3 separate regions of the Gossypium hirsutum genome follow, and all the other regions are linked to region 3. A link is a contact called in public Hi-C data. All regions are on one chromosome and are shown on one strand. Each heading gives the region's core, a stretch centred on a gene start, on an enhancer-like site or on the middle of the called end of the contact. The rest is flanking DNA. Distances are from core to core; before and after follow the strand shown. Region 1 holds the start of LOC107895577. Region 2 holds the start of LOC107896846 (thioredoxin H9). Region 3 has its middle 5.2 kb from the start of LOC121208361.

What was found. A called contact is a pair of places that touch in the nucleus more often than the background predicts.
Region 1: a Hi-C map of leaf shows a contact between it and region 3, with 3 times the contacts expected there. The contact joins the promoter of LOC107895577 here to the enhancer-like site in region 3. A contact is called at or near these places in 3 of 34 Hi-C or Micro-C datasets (all in leaf).
Region 2: a Hi-C map of leaf shows a contact between it and region 3, with 2.3 times the contacts expected there. The contact joins the promoter of LOC107896846 here to the enhancer-like site in region 3.

Annotation. Positions count from the first base shown.
Region 1 is chrA10:88,815,177-88,818,096 of Gossypium_hirsutum_v2.1, forward strand. It overlaps LOC107895577, which reads left to right and starts at 1,445. Exons shown (of 1, transcript XM_016820836.1): 1 at 1,445-2,218. The coding sequence starts at 1,445. The coding sequence ends at 2,218.
Region 2 is chrA10:88,466,330-88,469,273 of Gossypium_hirsutum_v2.1, forward strand. LOC107896846 (thioredoxin H9) reads left to right here and starts at 1,375. Exons shown (of 5, transcript XM_016822141.2): 1 at 1,375-2,125. The coding sequence starts at 2,076. LOC107896847 (ubiquitin-conjugating enzyme E2-17 kDa) reads left to right here. Exons shown (of 5, transcript XM_016822142.2): 3 at 56-183; 4 at 290-394; 5 at 879-1,144. The coding sequence ends at 1,022.
Region 3 is chrA10:89,452,325-89,455,263 of Gossypium_hirsutum_v2.1, forward strand. No RefSeq gene overlaps it. Among protein-coding and RNA genes, the nearest start is that of LOC121208361, 5.2 kb to the right of the region's middle. Within about 2 kb of position 1,642, at least 5 of the 9 cell types and tissues checked have an H3K27ac peak or open chromatin away from gene starts, as enhancers often do. A contact at or near this core is called in leaf, where this site is marked.

The DNA of each region.
Region 1 (2,920 bases), core at 195-2,694, 640 kb before region 3:
AGTGGATGACAACTCAAAATGTAAAGCCTATGTTATTTTACAACAATTTGTGATATAAACTGATTCCAAAATAAGATAATGACAAAACCCATTAAAACTCTGGTCCCCTCTTTACACCAGTATTTTTATATTATCATCTTTGTTTGATTATCAGCCTAAGAAAAACAAATTCTGACAAAAGAGGGAAATATATAAGTTACACATTATATTTTTAGATTTTTGTTTAATTTCAAAATAAAATATTATTTATAAGTTGAGTTTCAGCTCAATTATCGTAAGACATAATTTAAGTATGTTGAAATGTATTATACTCTTAATTATGAGTTAGAGAGATGTTATAATTAATTTTAGACATTATGTCTAATATATATATATATAATCCGGACCTAAAGATTATTTTTAAAAAAATAAAATAAAACTTTACTAAACAATGAGTGAAGAGAAAACTAGCCTCTGTTTGGTCTTAAAAAAGAGAAGTCAGTTTCATTTTCTCTTCAACCGGGCTTGTTTGAAATTTTTTAAAAAAAATTTAAATTTGAAAATAAAAATATATGGAAAATTTAGAAAATGAAATTTTCATTTTTTTTTAATTTATGAAAATGAAAAGTTAAAAATAATTTTAATTTTCTTGACACCACTGACCTTTTTATTATTATTTAAATATATCATATAGAATGATTTACATAAAATCAAATTTCATACATCGCATTCAATCTAAAAAAAAATCAACAAAGCAAATTCAGATACACATTTGAGTGGTTTTAGCCGTCTTAATTGACCTAACAATACAAAGGTGGGACACTTTTACATTCCTTTTCAGTTTACGCATAGCCACAACTGAAATTAATAAATAATTATCCATATAATATATAAAACTAATTTTATTCTCGTATTATTACAATTTACTTGTTTAGGTTTGAAAATCCGTTTGAAAAGTAGAAGGATTTGGACAATAATATCGGTCTAAAAATAGATTTGAACAAAAAATAAGACCTGTTTTCTATATAGATTAGGCATCGGATAAGATTTTTTGGCTCAGGCCAAATTAACTATTTTGTTGTTGTTTCGTTACTATTTTGCTACTATTTTGTTGTTCTTATTTGAATATTGTATAACTTTTATTTTATTGTTAATTCTATTACTATTTTAGAGGCATTTGCTTACTAAGTTACAACCTAATGTTATTTAAGGGTTTTTTACTCAAAATAATATAAAAAATAATTAATTAATTATGAAAAATGTAACAAAAAAAGGCATTTGCTATATTGTTCTAATTGTGCCGCTGACATATTGGTGTCACCAGACTAAAATGTAATGATCTAAAAACTCCAAAGACCTTATATGTAAATTTCCCGTTTTAATTAGGTGCCAAAAAAGCACTTCAAAGGGTGCTTGACAGTAACAGTACACAATTTTATTGAATTAAAAGACAATGTTATCAGCGATGGAGAATTCTCCAAAAGTGGTCGAAGGTGACGGTGACTCGCGAGTGTCTGAAGATCGCAATACCAAGAAAGTAAGGTTTAAAGATGGATCTGACAGGGTCGCTGTTGATATGGCTGTGGACTCTATTCCATCTTCGAGCATGATAGTGTCTTGGAAGGACAAACTATTAGGGTCTGGTTTTATTGGGGCTGACCAGGGAATTGCAGGTTTTGATGAGGGTAGTGATGGAGATTTCATTCTGTTAGAAGATGATGTTATCAGATCCACCGTTAATGGACTCCCGGCAATTGACTTTTCTGATCGTGTCAAACAATTATTATATAAAGAGATGGAGATGACAGTAGTTTTGAAGTTATTAGGCCGAAATATTAGCTATGGTGTTCTGTTTAATCGAGTTAGTAATCTTTGGAAGCCTATACAACCTTTTCAATTAATGGATATTGAAAATGGATATTATTTGGCTAAATTTCAGAATAACAACGATTATGAAAAGGTTCTAACCCAAGGACTATGGATAATTTTTGGGCAATATTTGACAGTTCAACCATGGACAAAAGACTTTTCCCCTTTCCAACCTTACCCAAGTGTCGTCATGGCTTGGATTAGGCTACCTGGATTACCTGGATTTATGTATAAGAGGAAGATTCTTGAGGTGATTGGTAGCACAATGGGTAAGGTTGCAAAGTTTGATTTCAAGACTGATAATAGAACCAGAGGGAGATTTGCCAGGATGGATGTGTTAATTAATCTGGACAAACCTCTTATCTCTTAGATTCGTGTTAATAGCGATATTCAAAGGGTGGAGTACTAAGGCTTACCAACGGTTTGTTTTGCTTGTGGAAAATACGGACATGTGAGGGAGATGTGCTCATTGTCAAAAGAAACATTCGGTAATGAGGGAGAAGAACCAGTGGCTGACGGTGAGTTAAGCAAAAATAATGATGAACTTGGGAAGGAAACCGAATCGGCGTTCAGACCTTGGATGCTGGTGGAGCATAGATCCCGGCGGAGATTGAGAGATTTGCGAGAATCTGGTAGCAAGATAGCTGGAAAAGAAAGATTGCGCTCCAGATTTGATTCCCTTATTAATGAGGGTGAGACGAGCGGTGGTGAAAAAGGAAGGACGAATGAATATAATAGGGGTTTGATTACTCAGTCAGTGGAAATTGAAATGAATATCCCTGATTCTAGGGATAAGGGAATTTTTAAAATCATGCCTAATTCACATAATGGGTCTATGGAAAGCATGGGGATAGATTCCGAAGCCCAAAAAAGGATAGGTAATGCTGTTACTGTGTGCATGGGGAAAGGAGCCCTATCGGGCCAAGAAATGAACAGTTTAAGGCTGAAAAGCCTGGGAAAAAGGAGTAAAAATGATGCTGGGTCGGATGGATCTTTGGTTGGGTCACACTCTAAGACAAGCCCAATTGTTCTTGGTCCATATGTTTGTCCAACAAATGATGGTCCGTTTGCT
Region 2 (2,944 bases), core at 125-2,624, 990 kb before region 3:
GTGATGCTCTATTATGTCACTAACCTCGGGATGCTTGCACTTTTTTTTGTGATAGGTCCTGTAGCTGAAGACATGTTTCATTGGCAAGCAACACTCATGGGCCCTTCCGATAGCCCTTATGCGGGAGGTGTATTTTTAGTTAGTATTCATTTTCCTCCAGATTATCCTTTCAAGCCCCCTAAGGTAGTTTGCTTCACCTGGATCGTTTTATTATCCCTTTTCTGTGTGCGTAGAATGTTGTTTGAGTGGTACGTACTCTTTTCATGGATAATGCTGCCATCATGTTTAGGTTGCATTTAGGACCAAGGTTTTCCATCCAAACATCAATAGCAATGGGAGCATTTGTCTTGATATCCTAAAAGAACAGTGGAGTCCAGCCCTAACCATTTCCAAGGTTTGACCTTACTCCTGCTAACCTTATGGTATTTCATACACATGCAGAATCTCGGTTTTTGGCTGACTATGGCTGCACAAAAGTTTCTCTGGTGTCACTTTTAATTGATTTCAATATCCTTGGGTAAAATTACTTTCTATTGGTTATAAGTTAGACTTGCATTTTACGAGTTTGTACGCGTTTCCAACATACGAACAATCACTGCCGTTACTCCCCGAGTTTAATTTTCTTTCTGGGAATTGAATAATTAATATCAGAAGAGAATTTCTTTCTGGGAATTGAATAATTAATATCAGAAGAGAAAGACCAACCTTGATCAAATATCATTGGCATTATATTGTCATTGTTACTATCCTTCTTTGCATTGGCTTCTGCTGCTGCTTGGAAATTTAAGTAATTTTTGGTCTTAAATATCATTAGAGCTTGTCTTAGAATAAGATAACATGGTAAAAAAAAAAAAAGTTTAACTCCAATGCAAAACCAGGTTCTGCTCTCGATCTGCTCGTTGTTGACTGATCCAAACCCTGATGACCCACTTGTTCCGGAGATTGCACACATGTATAAGACTGATCGGGCAAAGTACGAAGCGACAGCATGTGGCTGGACCCAGAAGTATGCCATGGGATGATGGTGGTTAGTGTGTAATACGTATTGGCTTTGGTACGATGCCATATATGTGTTAAAACCTTCATATATTTTGATTTGGATTTGAATTACGTGGACATCTTATATGAAAGGCATTTCCTAAAACTTTCATGCTTATAAATGGAGGATTATGGTTTGACGATAAAATTTTTAACAGTTAAAAATATGCCATCAGTCCTTGTGCTCTTCCAACATTTGGAATTTAGTCCCTATATTAAAATTGTTAAAATTTTTTATTAAATTCAAGTTCATTTCATTACAATTTTACTTTTTTAGTTACATGGTTGTTAGGTAAATTTTTTTTTTATTTCAAAATTTCACACCATATGTTTAATAAAAAACATTTAACAGGGTCAAAATTTTAAAAATAAAAGTGTAAGATTGAATTTTAAATTTTTTGAAAAGTGCAGGGACTGATTAGGTCTTTAAATGCAAAAGTTGAGGTAAGAAACCATCATGTTCATATATCAAATAATTATATCCATAAATGGACAACCCAACGCTTAGGGCAACTGAAAACAGTTGCCAAACTTTAGGTAAAACGAATCGTAATTCTTTAACCACAACCTCATAATAGGGTTGTTGATTTAGCTTCAAGCTTAAGAATTTCTTTAATTAATTTTAAATTATACATACTTGAATGGAACAACTTGATTTCAGCACAGAAAATTTCTTGTTCCATAACATTAATTATTTTACTTACGAAAGTTTGAAATTGCATTTAAGTACTAAAATAATTTACTTTTTTCAATTATTGACCCATTACTTTTTTTCCTTCCAAATTTGCTTGTATGAATGTATTTAATAGGTAAATTTTGATTAAAAAAACTACTAAATATATAAATAAAAATAACTAAATCGTGCCATAATTGTAATAAAGGATTAGTCGGAAAAATGAATATGTTAGAAATTAGTGGAATATTTTGATCTAAAAATTTTTAGTTATTCTAAAAAATAAAATATAAAATAGAAATTAGAAAAATCCAAAATATTGGATCAACCAACCTGTTGGCAACAGCGAAAAACATGGGGGTATATGAGTAAATTGAGATACAAAAGGCAAGGATCCAAACAGTCAGAGAACAGGTCAGTCCTTCGAAGCTTGAGCCTGCTTGACTCCATTCCTGTTTGTGTTTGAGACTTTGGGCTTCCAATCTACTACTCTGTTTCCTTCATTGATTTTTCAGAAGCTTTTCTTACCCAAAATTTTCTGCTTACTCATTCTTTATTTAATTTCTACATCATTAGATTCCTTAAACCGCAAGGTTACTTTAATTTTCGCATCTAGTATTGGATTCTTTTTATTGTCACCAATCTAATCGGAAAATCAAGCCTTAATCTTTACAGGTAAATTAGCCGTCGCTTTGTTCTAAGTTGGTAATTGACGGGTGTTCTATTAATCTTCTTAGCTTGCATTCCTAGCTTGCGTTTGTCTTTGTTTCCATTTGTAGAGTACTTTCAGATTACTCTTTTACTTTTCTGTTTCCTTTCTTGGTATTTGTTAAAATTCTGATAATTCAAGTGAAAAAGCTATGTCTAAATGTCGTTGGAATTCTTGTTGCATTTTGACTATTTGTTCAATCGAATGAGAATTTCATTTTTGGAGGTTTTCTTTTGCTTTATTTGCAAGGATTTGAGAAAGCAAATAGCATGATTTGGTTTTGTATATCATAATTTTGGGTTTGAAAAACAGGATGGATGTAACTTGTTCAGAAATGTAAATATATACCCTTAGGGTTTTATCCAAGTATTGTTTATTAGGAAATAATACAGCTATTATGCCTTTTGAAGTTTATTGCCTGTGTGGAAGTAGTGAGGATTTACTTTTAACTTGTTTAAGATTGATTATTGTGTATAAATTGATAGTTAAAATTGATTCTTTACCATGGACTTAGTCTGCAATGT
Region 3 (2,939 bases), core at 392-2,891:
CTTCTTTTAACCATGTCATCCTTGATTTTTGACGCCAAATAAATTCTTTAAATTTAATTGCTTCCCAAAGTTCGACATTCAAATTTTTTAATTCCTTCATTTCTTGCTCGGTCAACATTCTATGTTCGCTAGCTTCATCAATCTCCTTTATCCTATCTTCGCTTTCTATAATTCTTTTTTCCAAAACATTGCTAGCACCCACATTCCATTTCTTGAGAACTCCCTTGAGTTTTACTGCCATTTGCCCTTTTAAACTACCCATTCCCGACCATTCATTCTCAATTAGTCTCCTACAATCTTGCTTTTTAAACCATGCATTAACTAACTTGAAAGGTCTTGGTCCTCAGTCGATTGTTTCATTTACCAACAAAACTAGTATGTGATCCGATATCGTTCTGTTTAGTCCTTGCTGTTGTAAGTCTTTCAATTGAACCAACCATTCTTCCTCTAGTAAAAATCTATCAAGTCTACTACGTCTATTGTCCGGACCAATCCATGTGAACTTTTTCCCCAATAACGGCAAATCTTCCAATTTACATCTATCAATAAAGTCACCAAACTCCTTTGACCCCTTCTTTATGCCCGAACAGATGATTCGTTCACTTCTATTTCTCACCATGTTAAAATCCCCACCTACTATCCATGCATTACTAAATTTACTTCTAAACCCATATAGATCTTCCCAAAGAATTTTTTGATCTGACAGATTGTTAGGAGCATATACATTAATCAATACTGCCTTCATCCTTTCACACACCTACTTTCCTTCAATTACAATAAATTTGTTCCCACTAAACTCCATATTGGTTGTAAACATACCTTTATCCCATATTGTTATCAATCCTCCTTACCTTTCTATTGCAGCTGCAAATTTAAATTCAAAATAGTCATCGCCCCAAAATTTTCTAACTAAATCCATTGACACCATTTCTAACTTAGTTTCTTGAAGGAAGCAGACATTTGCCATAGTCTTTCTCACTAATCTATTGACAGCTTCTATTTTAGCTACAGGCCCCAACCCTTTGATATTCCAGGAGACAAATCTCATATTTCCAATCGAACTAATTAAATAAAGTAAAATCCAGTAAACCAGCCACTCACCAATTATCCTGAATTCCTCCTCCCTCTGTCTTTGATAGCTCCCTATTGCTGCCCTTCAATCCTCATTATCTCTTCGATTACTATCTCCTCATCGCCTTGGACACTAAACCCCAATTTTTTCCCCACCTCCCACGTCTTCTTCGCTTCTTTAACAATGACTTTTCTTCTGTTACTGATGTCTGAGTCCGATAACGATAGGTTTGCTATGCTTTCGTCGTTCCTGGAATCCCCATTTCCCTTTAATTTTCTCATTCCCCTATCTCTCTTCAGCTTTTCTTTTGTTGTGAGCACTGTATCCTGAATCTTCTGCATAAATCTAATTCTCTCATTCAACACTTTCTTATTTCTTTTGTTTTGTCTTATTTGGAAAAGTTCCTCTTCAAGTTCAGATGCTGCAACCCGATCCCTTGGTTCCTCTATTTCTTATAAAAATGTTGAATTTTGATTTAACTTTGGGTTCCCTTCATTGATTGGAATCTGCATTTCTTTCTCATTTAAGTCCATTTCATTGCCCTCAACTATTTGTGTTTCTAGCCCTTTATTCTGATCCAATACCAATACTGAGCCCATAGTAATTAAATCTTCTTGACCCTGATCCGTCAAGGCTTCAATAGCCTCCCCTTTGAAAGCTTTTTCAATAAATAATACAAATGTAATTTCAAAAATAATTTAGATAGAAACATGATGAAGTCGTCAAAATGGGTGGAACATTTGAAAAGTTAAGCTAATTTAATTGACAAGAACATGAAGAAAATGTATTGTAGATAAGATTTTTAAGCAAGAAACGTGAACCAATGCTTCTTGCAGATTTTTTCTTTAATATTATCAGTTTGCCTCAGAGACTTAAGTCTGATATCCATATAAATATGTCTTGTGTCCAAGAGAATCAGAAATGGAGTAAATATGAGACTTGAATATTATATTTTTGTTGCATTCATTTCCCCTTTTTCCATTAAGTTGAAGCTTTCAATTAAGGTGCCAGTAAACTTAGGCTAGATAAAGACTAGCATTGGGAGACGTCTAATATAACTTATAGACTATATATTTGCTCTATGCTTCTTGGTGAAGGCTAGCACATTGACTGAATTATATCAATGACAATGGATAGGTTTTGAATAAAGCAGCCTGGTTCTCTTAGGTTGTATATGTTAATGCTGAAAGATTAGTTCGATAAGTATATGCAATTGTTTTAAAAAATTTTAATTTATTTAAATAATATTACATTATACTTATATTTGAATATTTGTATACGAACAAATACAAATACTCTAGAAAACTTAAAGGTTATATAACATGGTTTCTATAGAAAAACAGATCAAAGCTTTCTAAATTTTTCCTTCCTTCTTCAGCGGTTTAATCAACAAAAAGTGCTCCCCAGAGATGCTTGTTTAACAGCTAACTGTTTAAAAAAAAAATTGTGATATAAATTGATTTGTTGAGCAAACCTTTGAACAACTTGTCAAGAAATAAACAGACTTCAAATCTCTAAAATTTAGATGAAAGTGATGGGGTTTATCAAATCTGACTTAAAATCATAGTTATCTATCTTTTATTTCGTATGCCAAGATTTGTAATTACCCTATTTATAATATTAATTTCAAGATTCTAACTAATATTATCATAAAAAGATGTGAAATTTTGTCTCCTTTTGGCATTAGAGAAATGATTAAAACTGTGTCATAATATGTATTATATAATTAGACATTAAATAAAAAATAATTTATATAAATTTAAACTTGAAATTAGAAAGATAAATAAAAACATTAATAAAAAATAAGATTTTTAAAATATTTTCTTCTCATTTTTTAAAACAAATCATGAGAGTTACCAAAAATAAT